Linked DNA regions of Zea mays: region 1 is linked to region 2. The links are chromatin contacts, called in public Hi-C maps. All regions are on one chromosome and are shown on one strand. Each heading gives the region's core, a stretch centred on a gene start, on an enhancer-like site or on the middle of the called end of the contact. The rest is flanking DNA. Distances are from core to core; before and after follow the strand shown. Region 1 holds the start of LOC103643041 (protein LNK2). Region 2 holds the start of LOC100280078 (probable sarcosine oxidase).

Evidence for each region. Hi-C and Micro-C count contacts between places; a contact is called where the count stands out from the background.
Region 1: a contact with region 2 is called in a Hi-C map of ear, with 3 times the contacts expected there. The contact joins the promoter of LOC103643041 here to the promoter of LOC100280078 in region 2. A contact is called at or near these places in 5 of 25 Hi-C or Micro-C datasets (ear, leaf and tassel).

The regions. Positions count from the first base shown.
Region 1 is chr3:83,558,725-83,565,218 of Zm-B73-REFERENCE-NAM-5.0, reverse strand. LOC103643041 (protein LNK2) reads right to left here and starts at 3,748. Exons shown (of 10, transcript XM_020550240.2): 1 at 3,401-3,748. The coding sequence starts at 3,430.
Region 2 is chr3:83,422,979-83,429,776 of Zm-B73-REFERENCE-NAM-5.0, reverse strand. It overlaps LOC100280078 (probable sarcosine oxidase), which reads right to left and starts at 3,238. Exons shown (of 5, transcript XM_008675855.4): 1 at 2,472-3,238; 2 at 1,697-1,788; 3 at 1,453-1,566; 4 at 850-991; 5 at 150-766. The coding sequence starts at 856. The coding sequence ends at 549.

The sequences.
Region 1 (6,494 bases), core at 2,499-4,998, 130 kb before region 2:
CTCTCCGTCAACGACAGGCTCCAGTCACCGACGTGACGGCCTACCGGACCTCACCGGCGCTCTCCAATACATGACCATCTCCTGGCCTGACATCGCCTACGTCGTTCAGTAGATGTGCCTTCACAAGCACACCCCACGGGAGCCCCACCTCATTTGGGTTTCACATATTCCAATAGTGACATCATGGTTTGGGTCATATTTGTGGCTCTCGGATATCCACTTTGATTAGTCATGGTTTTTTAGGATTGGTTTCAGGTCATGAGTCTCTACATCAGTGTCAAGGTTGTCGTTTAGGAAAGCAGATTCAACTTCCTTGCCATTCTAGTGAGTCTGTTTCTCAGCGTCCTTTTGATCTTGTACACTCATATATATGGGGTCCTACTCCTTTTGTTTCTAAAGGGGGCAATCGATATTATATCATTGTTATAGATGATTGTTCCTGTCATGCTTGGATTTATTTCATAAAACATTAGAATAAGACTTTATCCATTTATATAGCTTTTTTTGCTATGGTTCGCACTCATTTTGACACTCCTATTCGTGTCTTTCGTGCTAACTCTTCGAGTGAGTATCTTTCTAATGTTGTTTGCCAAGTTCTTTCTGCATAAGGTACTCTTGCCTAGTTTTCGTGCCCTGGTGCTCATGCTCAGAATGGTGTTGTTGAGCGCAAGCATCTTCTTGAGACTGATTGTACCCTTATGCTCACTTTCTCTATCCCCCTCATTTTTAGGCTGAGGTTGTTTCTACATCAAATTATTTGATTAACATTCGGCCTTTTTCGACTCTTCAGGATGGGATTCCTTTTGAGTGTCTATGGTAAGACGCATGACTATTCCAATCTTCGCCTTTTTGGTTGTGTGTGCTACGTGTTGCTTTCACCACATGAGTGGACCAAATTGACGAGTCGGTCTACTAAATGTGTTTTCCTTCGGGTACAGTGCTGAACATAAGGGGGGATATGGTTGCTTGTTGAATGAGGACTTCTCGGGATATGTTTTTGATGAGGCTCATCATTTTTATCCTCGTCCCTCATCTGATACTTCTTCAGCTTCATTTGTTGATCCTATTTCATTTCTTTTCTTTTTTATGCCCCTACTATTGTACTTGTTTCATGCTTGTTGCGGCCTTGTTTTGTGTCCTCTTCAGAGCCTTCTTTGCTTCTTGATTACTACATGAAGCCTCCAATGGCACAAGTTTAAACAAACTACACTATGATTCCTTCTTCTGATACTCCATCTTCGTCTAATGAGCTATCTCCTTCTGGTGATCCATATTCTCCTAAAGTGTCAATGTCTCCTAGTACGTCATCTATTCCTGTTGAGCCAGTTTCCTCTCCTGCTTCTACATCGGAGCCGTCTCTTAGGCGTAGTCATCGTCTTCGTCATCCTACTTATCGTTACTCTCCTTCAACTTTTGTGACTATTGTTCTTTCTGAGTCGGCCTCTTATCGTGATGGTATTCTTTATCGTGGCTGAGGAGATTGCTGCTCTAGAGTGCACTAGCACATGGTAAATCGTACCTTGTCCACCACGTGTTCGTCCTATCATGTGTAATTGTCTATATAAGGTTAAGACCCACTCTGATGGTTCCTTTGAGCATTATAAGGCTAATCATGTTGCTTGTGGTTTCCAATAGAAACATGGGCGTGATTATGATGAGACTTTTGTTCCTGTTGCTCAAATGACAATTGTTCGCACCCTCCTTGTTGTGGCTTCTATTCGTGAGTGGTCCATCTCTCAGCTTGATGTCAAAAATGCCTTTCCTAATGGTGAGTTGCGTGAGGACTGAGGAGGTTTATAAGCAGCCACCACCTGGGTATTCTATTACCAAGGGCATGGTTTGTTGCCTTTATCATTCTCTTTATGGCCTCAACCAGCCTCCTCAGGCTTGGTTTCAGTGTTTCGCTTCTATGGTCATTGTTGTTGGTTTCTCTACTAGTACTCATGATCCTACTTTGTTCGTCCACACATCATCTCATCGTAGGAATCTTCTCCTTTATGTTGATGACATGACTATTACAGGGGATGATCCGCAATTTATTACCTTTGTGAAGGCATGTCTTAGTGAGCAGTTTCTTATGTCTGATCTCGGTCCTCTTCTGTATTTTCTTGGGATTGAGGTTTCGTCTACTCCGGAGGACTTTTATCTCTCTTAGGAGAAATACATTATGGGGCTACTTGATCTGGCTTCTCTTACTGATCACCGCACTATTGAGACTCCTATTGAGACTAAAAGCATATAGGCCATAAATTGGGACATACAAGAGGGCATATCATCATCATAAGCTTCATGAAGCTTCTTTTGGTTGCCCTTTAATGTTCTTGTAGGAATCAATGGCTACACGGGAGGAGAAGGCGAGGTTGGACATGGCAGCTCGCCACTAAGGCTCCCAAAGTCAAAGATTAGGCATATGCCACCGAACAGCCAACAACAGCTAAGTGAGCGTGAGGGTGGGTGGTGAAGAGCCATGACATGAGGAGCCACGACCAAGAGAAACCACAACCAAACAGCATTGCGAGAGGAGCCACATCCAGCGGTGAGGTAAACCGTAGCATTGAAACCTTGCTCTGTATACCATGTTCAAATAGTGGTTGTACTGATAACAAAGGCTAAGCTCAATATGCACATGTACAACAATGCAAAGACACCCTTATACAAACAGAAATATACAAGACGCATATATCTAACAACTATTATTGAAGGTCCCAAGTACACAATATAATATGTTGTGTCCTTAAATTCATGTGAGCCTACCTAAATTCATGGTTCCTTAAAAATGTTACCCTTTTATGAGGAAATACTAAAATCAATAGAGTAGAACATTGCCAACTGAGTGGCATGAAAAAATGGGTAGGGCAAATAAGAAAAATTATCATTGTGATTCACTATAGAACCAGTTTGTTGTTCACTTCAGCTGCTATCAGTAGAACCATTAAGTTCATAAAAACATTAACGGGAACAACCCATGGAGGGAACATTTTAAGAGCCATGAAACTTATAAAGACCCCCTTAGCTTTCTTCCAATAGAACATACAAGTCCCAATATTTCCAGCACTGCTCATGACATTAGACAATCTTACAAGCTTCAGAAGTAGAGGCAATCCAAGCAGAATTTTTCCCTAGCCATGCTTGCACTGCTGCAACCTGCAGTGATGCAGTCGACCTACGTAGCAAGAATTGCACGCTTCCCCCCGCAGTCCCTTGCATCTCCAACTCCCTCAACGGAATGGGATAATATCAAAATTCCCATCCGGAACAACCACATCCAAACTAAAACCTAGTGAATTAGAGCACGTGAAGCACGGAACGACGAAACGAATTACAGAAACCGAGCAGATCCAGCCAAGTGAGCAAGTGTAACGCAAGATTCTAGACGATGACGGGATGGGTAGACGGGGACCTGCTGCTGCTCGTCGTTCCAATTAAACATCCTGCTCAGGTGGCTGCCGCCGTCGCGGGAGCCGCCCCCGAACTCGAAGTGCGCTGTTTCCCAGGTCCCAACGGTCGCATCTCCGACCCCAGGAAAAGCACCCGAACTCGCCGGCTCGCCTATCGCGCCGTCCTCGAACCTCCAGTTGCCTTCTGTGGCTCTCTCCAGTCTCCACCCACCAAGAGTAGTCCAGGGATGGGAGTGCGTAGCCGCTGCACATTTGGTAGGCGGCTGCAGTTGGGCGTTGGAAACCCACGTGTGCGGAGCCGCATCTTGGGTTGTGGTCAGGAGGACTCGATCAAATGCCACGCGCTGATTGGCTGCGGGGTTCTCAGCGGGTGTACGGTGTACACCTTTGCACACCTCCAACACATCTTCAGTCACATCCTCTCCTCTATTTCATTCCATATTTCAAACTTATATTTATAAACAATTATATATATATAATTACGTGTTTTTTATTTTATACTATTCATTGAAGACAGCCTTACACTCTCTTCGAATTTTCTGTCTCACTTACTATTTTAAACTTCTTTCTACAAATATAGTGTTTTTGCACGGTCATATACACGCTCTGTTAAACACGGCATTTATAGTCTTGGCTACGGTGCGGCGTGAATGGATTAGATTGTTGAAGACATATGTCCTTGATAGAGATGATAATGAGACCTTCATATTGGAGGTCTTTTTCTCGAAGGCCCTCAAACCACTAATTCGACAGTTATCTTTTACCTTGTTTCACATGATGCAGAAGTAATGTCGAAGGTCAGTCTCAGCCAAAGCTAATGAAAAACACAAACACGAAGACTACAGCTTCAGGCATACAACCTGTGTCGGTGTTTAGGTCCCGACTGCGCACTACGGGGTAACCCACGCAATACTTTTGGGAGGACGGCGTTGTTGATCGCGACTCAATGGTACGTGCGGGAGCACGTCAAAACACAAGGAGATTATAAAGGTTCGAGCCGCCTGAACGTGTAACACCCTACGTCCTGTTTGGTGCTGGGGTATTGAGTTTGTTTGGAGTACACAGATTACATATGATTCACGGGTGATGATGTATGAGATCTCCCATCAATCTAATGGTGAGCATGATCGTGAAAGAGATGGATATCGAGAGAGTTTTGTAGGGGTATATCCATAGCTTATATAGCTGGTTGGGGAGAGATCTCTTTATAGATTGTAAAAGCTTATTTGTGTCTATCTATTTCTGCTACTATTGCGCACCGACTTTTCCGATGGTTATTTCCCTCCGAGTTTGAGGCCGAGCGATCTGCTATCCGGTCGCACGCAAGGCGCGTTATTCGGAATCATGTTGGCTCCTCTACGATATATGCGCATAGATAACATCTTTTACGATGTGCTCTTCAGAATCCTTCTAGCTGAGCGTGTCATCCTCCCGATAACACCTGTTTTCCTGAAGGTCGGTCCAATATCACATCTTGGCGACGACTTATTAGGGGTCTGTTCAAGCGGCTCATGAACGTGTCCATGTGAAAATGACCCATGGTATATCTATCTCCCACAAACCCCCGAGGCTCGAGCCAATTTTTGAGGGTAACTAGTTCGAGACCCCAAGAATGAGCTGGGTTACTTGTTCTCTTTTCTTTGAGAGAGTATTTCATCTTTCTCTCTCTTCTTTTATGTTCTGATCCATTGGGTGCACCAGTATAGCCCTTGAGCTTCGAGCTGATTTAAGTATTAATCAACTCGAAGGTCCCAAGATCTTGCCTTTGTGTGATTTATTCTATCTCTCTAGTTGTAAGTGGATCATGCTTCTAGTCTGACAGCATCTTGTCGACTGATTTTGGTTTGAACGTGATTCAGCCAACTAAATCTAGACTGACTAAACTCCAGCCAGGGTGCATCTAGCCAAGAGCTTGCTAAGGCTACAGACTGAACTCAGCCGATAGAGGTCTAGTTGACTCAGGGTTGACCAATAAACTTTTGCTGATTTTGAGTTTGTCGTCTTGCAGGACTTTCGTTTGATATTTCACAGGTTGCATTTTCTAGGAAATCCGATATGTGCACCCAATGGGTGGATGTGTACTTTGTCTTGTCTAGAGACACAATTGCTTGAGGTGACGATGCATAATGATGTGCCTGAGTGGTTGATTTACTGAATCCTGGTGCCATGTTACGCTAAAGGGTGTCAGAAGCATGCAGTGGGAAATGTAAACGACTCTTGAAGGCTTGCAATTGTTCATTGTACAACTGGAATACGATGGGGCACCCTTTCTTTTCTTTAAACAAACCCACTATGTGTTGCGAAATCCTTCACTCACCCTCACTTCCTCTTCTGATGTTTTCTTTTTCCCTTTCTAAAACTCCCATGGCTTGCAAGAAAGGTGGCAAGGCAGCAAGAGGAGGCATCCTCCGACCCCCGCCATTGGAGGACTTCGGTGACTCCGAGCTCTCCTGCGAGTGGTCCCCTCCCCTATCCCCTGGCTCCCCATCGTCCGTTTGCACATATGACTATATGGGGCTGTCAGCAAGGGAGAGGACCTACCTCTAAGGCATCAATCGAGCCGACTTCAATGACTCAGAGGAGCCTGAGGAGGAGTTCGAGGAGGAGGAGGAAGACAATGGGTACGACGGCGACGATGAGGACGGTGACGACGACAATAGCAAGGGCAGCAACAGCAGCGACGACGATGGTGACGGTAAAGGCAACGACAGTGATCGCGGCAAACACAACGGTGGTGATGGCGGCAAAGGCAATGGTGGTGATAGTGGCGATGACAGCAATGGCAGCAGTGGCGACGGTGGCAACGACATCGGCAAGGGCGGCAACGCCTCCGGCTTAGTTACTAGTAGTATGTAGTAGGTATAGTTATAATAGTGGCAGTAGTAGCAGTAGTCTTTTGCGAGGGTGAGTTCATAATGGATTGACCCTTCCTCTATAGTAGAGCTTCTGCTCTGACAAATAAAGCTGGTAGTTTTATCTTCTTTGGTTTTTGAGATCCTGTTTTGTAGTTTGATTCATTAGGGCTGGCCTTTTCGATTCTGTTCAACTTTAGTGTCATCCGACTTATCCCTGGCGACTTACCCTTGCTAACTTATT
Region 2 (6,798 bases), core at 1,989-4,488:
TTACGTGTTTGGTTTTGTGTATCGATTCAGCCAGGATTTAATGAGCTCATGTTTGGTTTCCTGTACCGACTCAGCCAGAATTACTGATAGTATTTACTGGGCATAAAAAATACAGAAGCCACAATTTACACGTCTCACACCGAGCAACATAAAACTATCTAGAAATTCTACACAATTTCTACACCAACTAAAACAGTCTTCAAATTGTACACAATTTACACAGCTAAGTAAATACAAATTTGGACTAAAACAAGCTTGACAAACTGGTATCTAAGCTTGACATATTAGCCTCAAAACAGTGTACTCAACTCTATTGTCAGAACTGTATTAAACTTTCAGACCGCATTGTTCTAAGAATTTGAACTGTATTGTCAAAAAATCAAGCTTTACACTGTCTATAGATTAGCCTAACTGTCTAAAGCTTGCTTTTTTACACACTGTAGCATAAAAGGCTAAAGCTTAATACAGTGTAAAAACAGTGTACTCCAAAGTCTAAAGTCTAAAGCTTGATAGTAGTAACAACTCCAAATTGTGTAAAACAGTGTACTCTAAGATCTAATGCAGCTGATCTTGATGAGCCCCGGGAGCTCCAGCGACGGCGCGCCGTACACGGGCGGGTCGCCGTAGCTGGAGAAGGTCGGGAACCCGGCGCTCGTCGAGACAGTCTGCTCCTGGCCGGGCTTCACGCGCCAGTAGAGGTGGAGCGTGTGCAGCGGCCTGATGGGGAGGTCCACGCCCCAGGAGCCGAGCAGCTTGGCCCCAGAAACTGCAAGTTTTCAGTTAGTCCATGAGAAGCTGACTCTCCAGCTCGCCCAGCAGGCATTGATGTCCTACCAATCCAAATCTTACCACTCATGAATGTTCTGGTGCTAAGTACAACAGATGGTGCATAAAGTCCATGCTGAAGAAAGTGCAAACACCCTCAATGGTGTCATTTTTTCCAATTAAAACCTCTGTAGCCATTGCTTCTCTAATGAAAAGATTTTCTGTGCTGAAGCATAGTACACAAAATAGTCAATAAGCAATGTGAAATCTATCACAATACATGCGATCAACGATAAGAAACATCAGCAAAGCATGACAAAAGTTGGCAAGCAGAAAAAAATGCTAAACTCTTATGTCAGAAGATTAAAATATTTACATCTACCTTGAGTGTTTTTTACTACATTGAGAACTTAAGACTAGCCATGCAGAACCATGGTCTTAATACAGTAACAACAATATCCGGTGCCAAATTTTGAGAAGGTGTCATGTTTGATATATTTTAAACCAAATATCACAATTTTGTGAGTACAACCTAAGAAGCTATGAAATGATGATCAAATTAACATAACTTAAATGAGGTCAGCTATAAACGAAGCATATTCAGAAATTATGTAGCACTAACCACTTATGGAGGTGCCAGACAAGATTATAAATCCAAGTAAAGTTAGCAACTTAGTATACACTGACCTTTCCACACTGTTCTTCATCTCTATTGCATACTCTCTCTTATCAGGCTGAGCACGCAGTGCACATATAGCAGGGCCTTTTGAGCTGTTCAGTACACGCTTTTGCAAGTAGCACCTATCAGAAGAAGATGCAATCAGTATGCTAAGATATCTTTGTTGATTAACTAGCAATCAAAATCTGGACTCTCAGCCATTTGCACTCAGAGAAACTCATTCTCCAGACAACAAGACGTTTGAACTCGTACCTATCAGTAATTTTTCCAATTTTACCACCAAGGGCATCTACCTCATGGACAAGTTGAGACGTTGCAGGGCCACCAACAGCAGGGTTACAAGGCTGGGTAGGGCAGAAGATGAGTTGAAGCAGAACCACACTTCTAATACTAAAATTTAAATGGAATTCATTGACAAAGAATGTTTCCTTATAGTTATAGGCTATAGCATACTAAGATATGCAACATACTAATCAAAAATCATCTATTCAGTTTCTATCGTACATTCATACCTTGGAACAAAATCTGTGCCCTACAAAAATGCTATCACAGGTGAGATTTCACATTGCTAAATTTCTACACTGCAGGGTTTGATGGATCAATTCTTCATATAAGGGACATGATTTTTATTATCTGGCATCAGGAGTCAATATTCAAGTAATTTCAGTCATGAACTTGACTAGAATATCTACCATCGGGGCAAAGCTAGCTCAGCGCAGACCTGCCACGGAATCCGGTCAATGTTGAGCGTAAGAAGCAGGGTGCGCGCGCCGAGGCGAGGCGAAGCAAGGGCGGCCTCGCATCCGGCATGGCCGCCTCCGACCACAATGCCAACCTCGTTACCTGGTAGTACCAGGAGCAAGTGCACCTAGCGTCTGAGAGTGAGATCCGTGCGCGAGAGATAGAGAAGAAGAGAACCGTGACCACAAGGGGGGTGCGGCGGACGATCGACCGGCCCAGTGTTCGGAGCGGGGAGAGGAGATGAGAGAGGGAGAGCGGAGGGTGAGAGGAGAAGGCAGAGTCTAACCTCAACAGCGGCGGCTGCGAGAGGAACCCTAGCGCGAGCTCCAGGCGAGGATAGAGGCGGCTGCGAGAGGACCCTGGCTCCAACCCTAGCACGAGATCCAGACGAGGTGGCTGCGCAAGCTCCAGGCAAGGCGAGGCGGCTGCGCGAGCTCCAGGCGAGGCGGCTGCGTGAGCTCCAGGCGAGGCGAGGCGGCTGCGCGTGCTCTGAGCTGCGACGACAGGGAATGAGTGGAGCCTGGCTCCGAAGAAACGGAGATTTTGGCCGTTTGTGATGGGCCTGGATGAGATGGTTATTTTGCACGAGCGTAGTCTGGCCTAGATATTTGTTCAAGCAACCAAACACACTGCACTGTCAAAAACTTGTATCTAATGGGCCCTGCACGAGCGCACACATGCAACCAATCAGCCCCCTAGACACTGAACTTAGTCTAGTAACATAGACAGGGAAAAGGGTCAGATAAGAACTCTGAATACAGGCACTAGTGGATCCAAAGTTGATATTTTCTGCTGCAGGAACTGGAGCTCGAGACCCTTTGTTGTCCACCCCAAACTTATCTCAGTGTGTGCACAAATTGGAGAACAACAGAGAGATAAAGATATTTCCTTTCCCCCAAACTGACAGCTCGACTTGATATTTTCAGGGGAGAGTGAGACCTCTAGACCTTAACTATGCACTGCATGTTCACTCCAATTTATATAATCAGATGAAGCACCGTAGGGCATCCATAGATCAAACAGCAGAAGCTCTTGACAGGGAAACAGGCAGGCAGCCTAGTAACAATTAGGGGACAAGTTGTATACTTCACTAGGCTCAGATATTTGAAGCCCAAAGCCTATCCATACCACTATAGGCGCCAACACCTCATGGCTACACACGTGGCTTAGCTCCCTTGACCCACGCCGGCACACAAACACAGCCAAAACTTTGAACCTGGACTGATTTATTTAGGCAAGGGCAAGCAGATAAGTCTGCCCTTGCAGATAGTCACACAACAGTCCAAACCTTTGATACTTCCAGCAGAGCTGAGATCACTGGACCCTTCACTTTGTACCCCAGCCATACCTCTGTCTCTGTTGTCGAGTGAAACACCACAGGGCATTGAACTTGATCCCATATTGTGGTCAGCAGTCAAACAGACAACACTGCAGCTATGAACAACCATATTTCAGTCCAAACTAGGTATTTTTAGTGGAGAGTGAGGCCTCTAAATATAAGTCATGCACTTCATCCACATGACAGCTTAAAAATACCATTATAGCACAGCACCGAGAGGAGATTCTTCTTCAGTTACTAAACCAGACACTGAACCAAACTTATCAGTGTTGCTGCTCCATTCTATTCCTCCTAGTTCAGCCCCCCCTGATATCCCAATTATTCATAGCAACAGACCACTCTCCCTGAACCAAAATTATTCTCTACTTGTAGCTCTACCTATTTTGTATAGAAACTCATGGTTGAAATCATATAGAACAAAAGTTATGGTACCCCAATTTACAGCCAAAGTCACTGAAAATTCAGTTTCAGAAAATCTGAAACAGCACCACAGAGTCTGACAGAGGGTTTTGCAGCAGGATATTCTCTAAATTCCATAAAGTACCAAACCCACTCTTTGCAAAACACTTGTTTATCTACATTTAGTCTCTCATTTTGCTACAGACTCTTAACCCAAATCTCTTTGGATTTATTACCACGAGGCCCCAAAGTTGGGTAAAAACACACATATTCAGACTTAAATATTATTCCAAGTCTGAATCCCAACACCTGATAAACCAACTTTGAGCACACTTTACTCCACCTTTTGTGCAGCACCAAGGATATCTTACTTAATAAACCTTGTTCTCGGTACTATGGACTCCAACTTTTCCACACAATTATTAGTCCAAAACCACATAGATTAATTACAAAAGCACTCCAAACTAGGCACTATTCACTAATTTCAGGTTTCAGCCACTGAACCAAATTCAGTTACAGAAATGCCTAGCAGCTGATCTTTGGGGGCATTTTTCTCTACTTTTTATGTGGGAACAATCCAAAGTCACTTAAAGAAACTTGTTCACCATCATATAGACTTCAACTTTTCTATAAACACCACAGCCCAAAACATTATAGAACAGCCACAAATCAGCTCCAAAACGGCTATCAACACTAAAATTCAGTTAATGTTTCCAATCTGAAAATTCAGCAACACAGCAGCACCACTTTGAACCACTCTTTTTCTTGGGTTCCAAATGTTTATAGGGGCAAGTTGCTTAATAAGGTTTATACTCCTATAGTTCCTTTACAAGTTTGGTATAGTGACCAATAATCAAAACCTCTTGGATTCCAATCTCCAATAGCCCAAAGTTGGCTCCAAACACAGAAATTTAAATGCTGAATTAAACCAAGTCTGAATTCCAAAAACCCTGACAGCTCTACTTTGGATTAGTTTTTCTCCAAGTTCCATATATATTTAGAGGTAGGATACTTAAAAAACGTATACTCCTCATATAGCTCAATAACTTTGTTACAATGACCATCTTCAAAAAATTTTTTTCTTTTTTTTCTCGAACACGCAGGAGAACTGCGCGTCATTATATTGAAAGAGAGAAAGGTCCGAAATGGACCAAAGTACAAAGCCCTAACAGGCAAAAATACATAGAAAATAAAACAGTGTAGCCTCATGCACTAGGAAAAGCCCTAGCCCCCCTAGCAAATGCAGCCAGAAGCCCAAGACTCTCGAGCTGCTTCGCACCAGCCATACACCAGCACTCCACCTCATCCAAGAAAAGCCTCTGAATGGTGCTTAAAGACGGGTTGACACCATCAAATACCGCCCTATTGCGATGCAGCCATAAACACCAGGCCCCCAGGATAATGAGACTATGGAAACCTTTTCTGATATGTTTGGGGACCCTCCTATGCACCTTGCCCCACCAATCCACAAAAGAGCCCGCCTCCCTAGTAGGCGTAAGATGACCCATCCTCAAAGCTGAAAATATATTATGCCAAAATTGTCTAGCGAAACTGCAAGAGCACAAGAGGTGCAAGATAGTTTCCTGCTCTTGATCACATAGTGGACAGACCACCGGGTGAGGTAATCCTTTCCTCTGAAGTCTATCCGCAGTCCAACATTTATTCCTTATCGCCAGCCAAACAAAAAATTTGCATTTGGGGGGTGCCCACGACTTCCACACCCATTTCCATGGCTGGAAAATAATAGCTCCCATAAACAACGCCGAATAACAAGATTTGGAAGAGAAAACACCAGAGCTCGAGTGCACCCACACATGTCTGTCCTCCTCCTGATTAAGCACCACTCCACTTAAAGCATCCCACAGCTGCAAATACTGATGTAGACCAATCAAAGATAAAGGATTCGTGATATCGCGAACCCATTGCCCATTATGCAACGCCTGAGCAACAGTTCTCGAACTAAATGGCTTGCTGCTCACCATATTAACAACTTCAGGTGCAAAATCCTGTATCCTCTGCCCATTCAGCCATCTGTCTGACCAGAAAAAAGTATTGGTCCCATTCCCAACAACAGAGATCACCGAAGCATTAAAAAATTGTCTAACTTGCTGCTGCACAGGGATACACAAACCAAGCCACGGCCGAGTTGGATCAGTCTTCTCTAGCCAGAGCCACTTAGCCTGCAGTGCCCAACTCATCAATTGCAAATTAGGAACACCAAGACCCCCTAAACTTAGTGGCCTTGTCACACTCTCCCAGGGAACAGCACAACTTCCACCATTCACCTCCTTTCGCCCTTTCCAAAGAAACCCTCTGCGAATCTTGTCAATTGATTTAATAACCCATTTGGGAATTTTAATTGCAATAAGGAGATAAATTGGGATGGCTGATAAGACAAACCGCACCAATGTTGTCCTTCCGGCCAGGTTCAATAAACGAGCCTTCCAGTTAGGGAGTCTGTCTGCAATTTTATCTATCCACATCTTAAGATCATTACGCTTCAGCTTCCTGTCTGAGATTGGCAGCCCCAAGTAAGAGCAAGGAAATGAGGCCAAACTGCACCTCAGCACATTGCAACCCTCTTGAACCACATGCTCCTCACATCTGATAGGAATAGCATAACTCTTATTCATATTGGTAACCAATCCAGAGGCTGACCCAAAACAATTCAGAATTAATCTAACACATTTCAGATCTTCCTCAATAGGTTTAACAAACAGGACCACATCATCAGCGTAGATAGAAAGCCTATTACGGACTCCTGCCCTTTCCAAACTATGCAGCAATCCCCTACATTCAGCAGCCCTAAATAGACTGCTAAGCACGTCCATGATCAGCACAAACAGCATAGGAGAGAGAGGGTCTCCCTGACGAA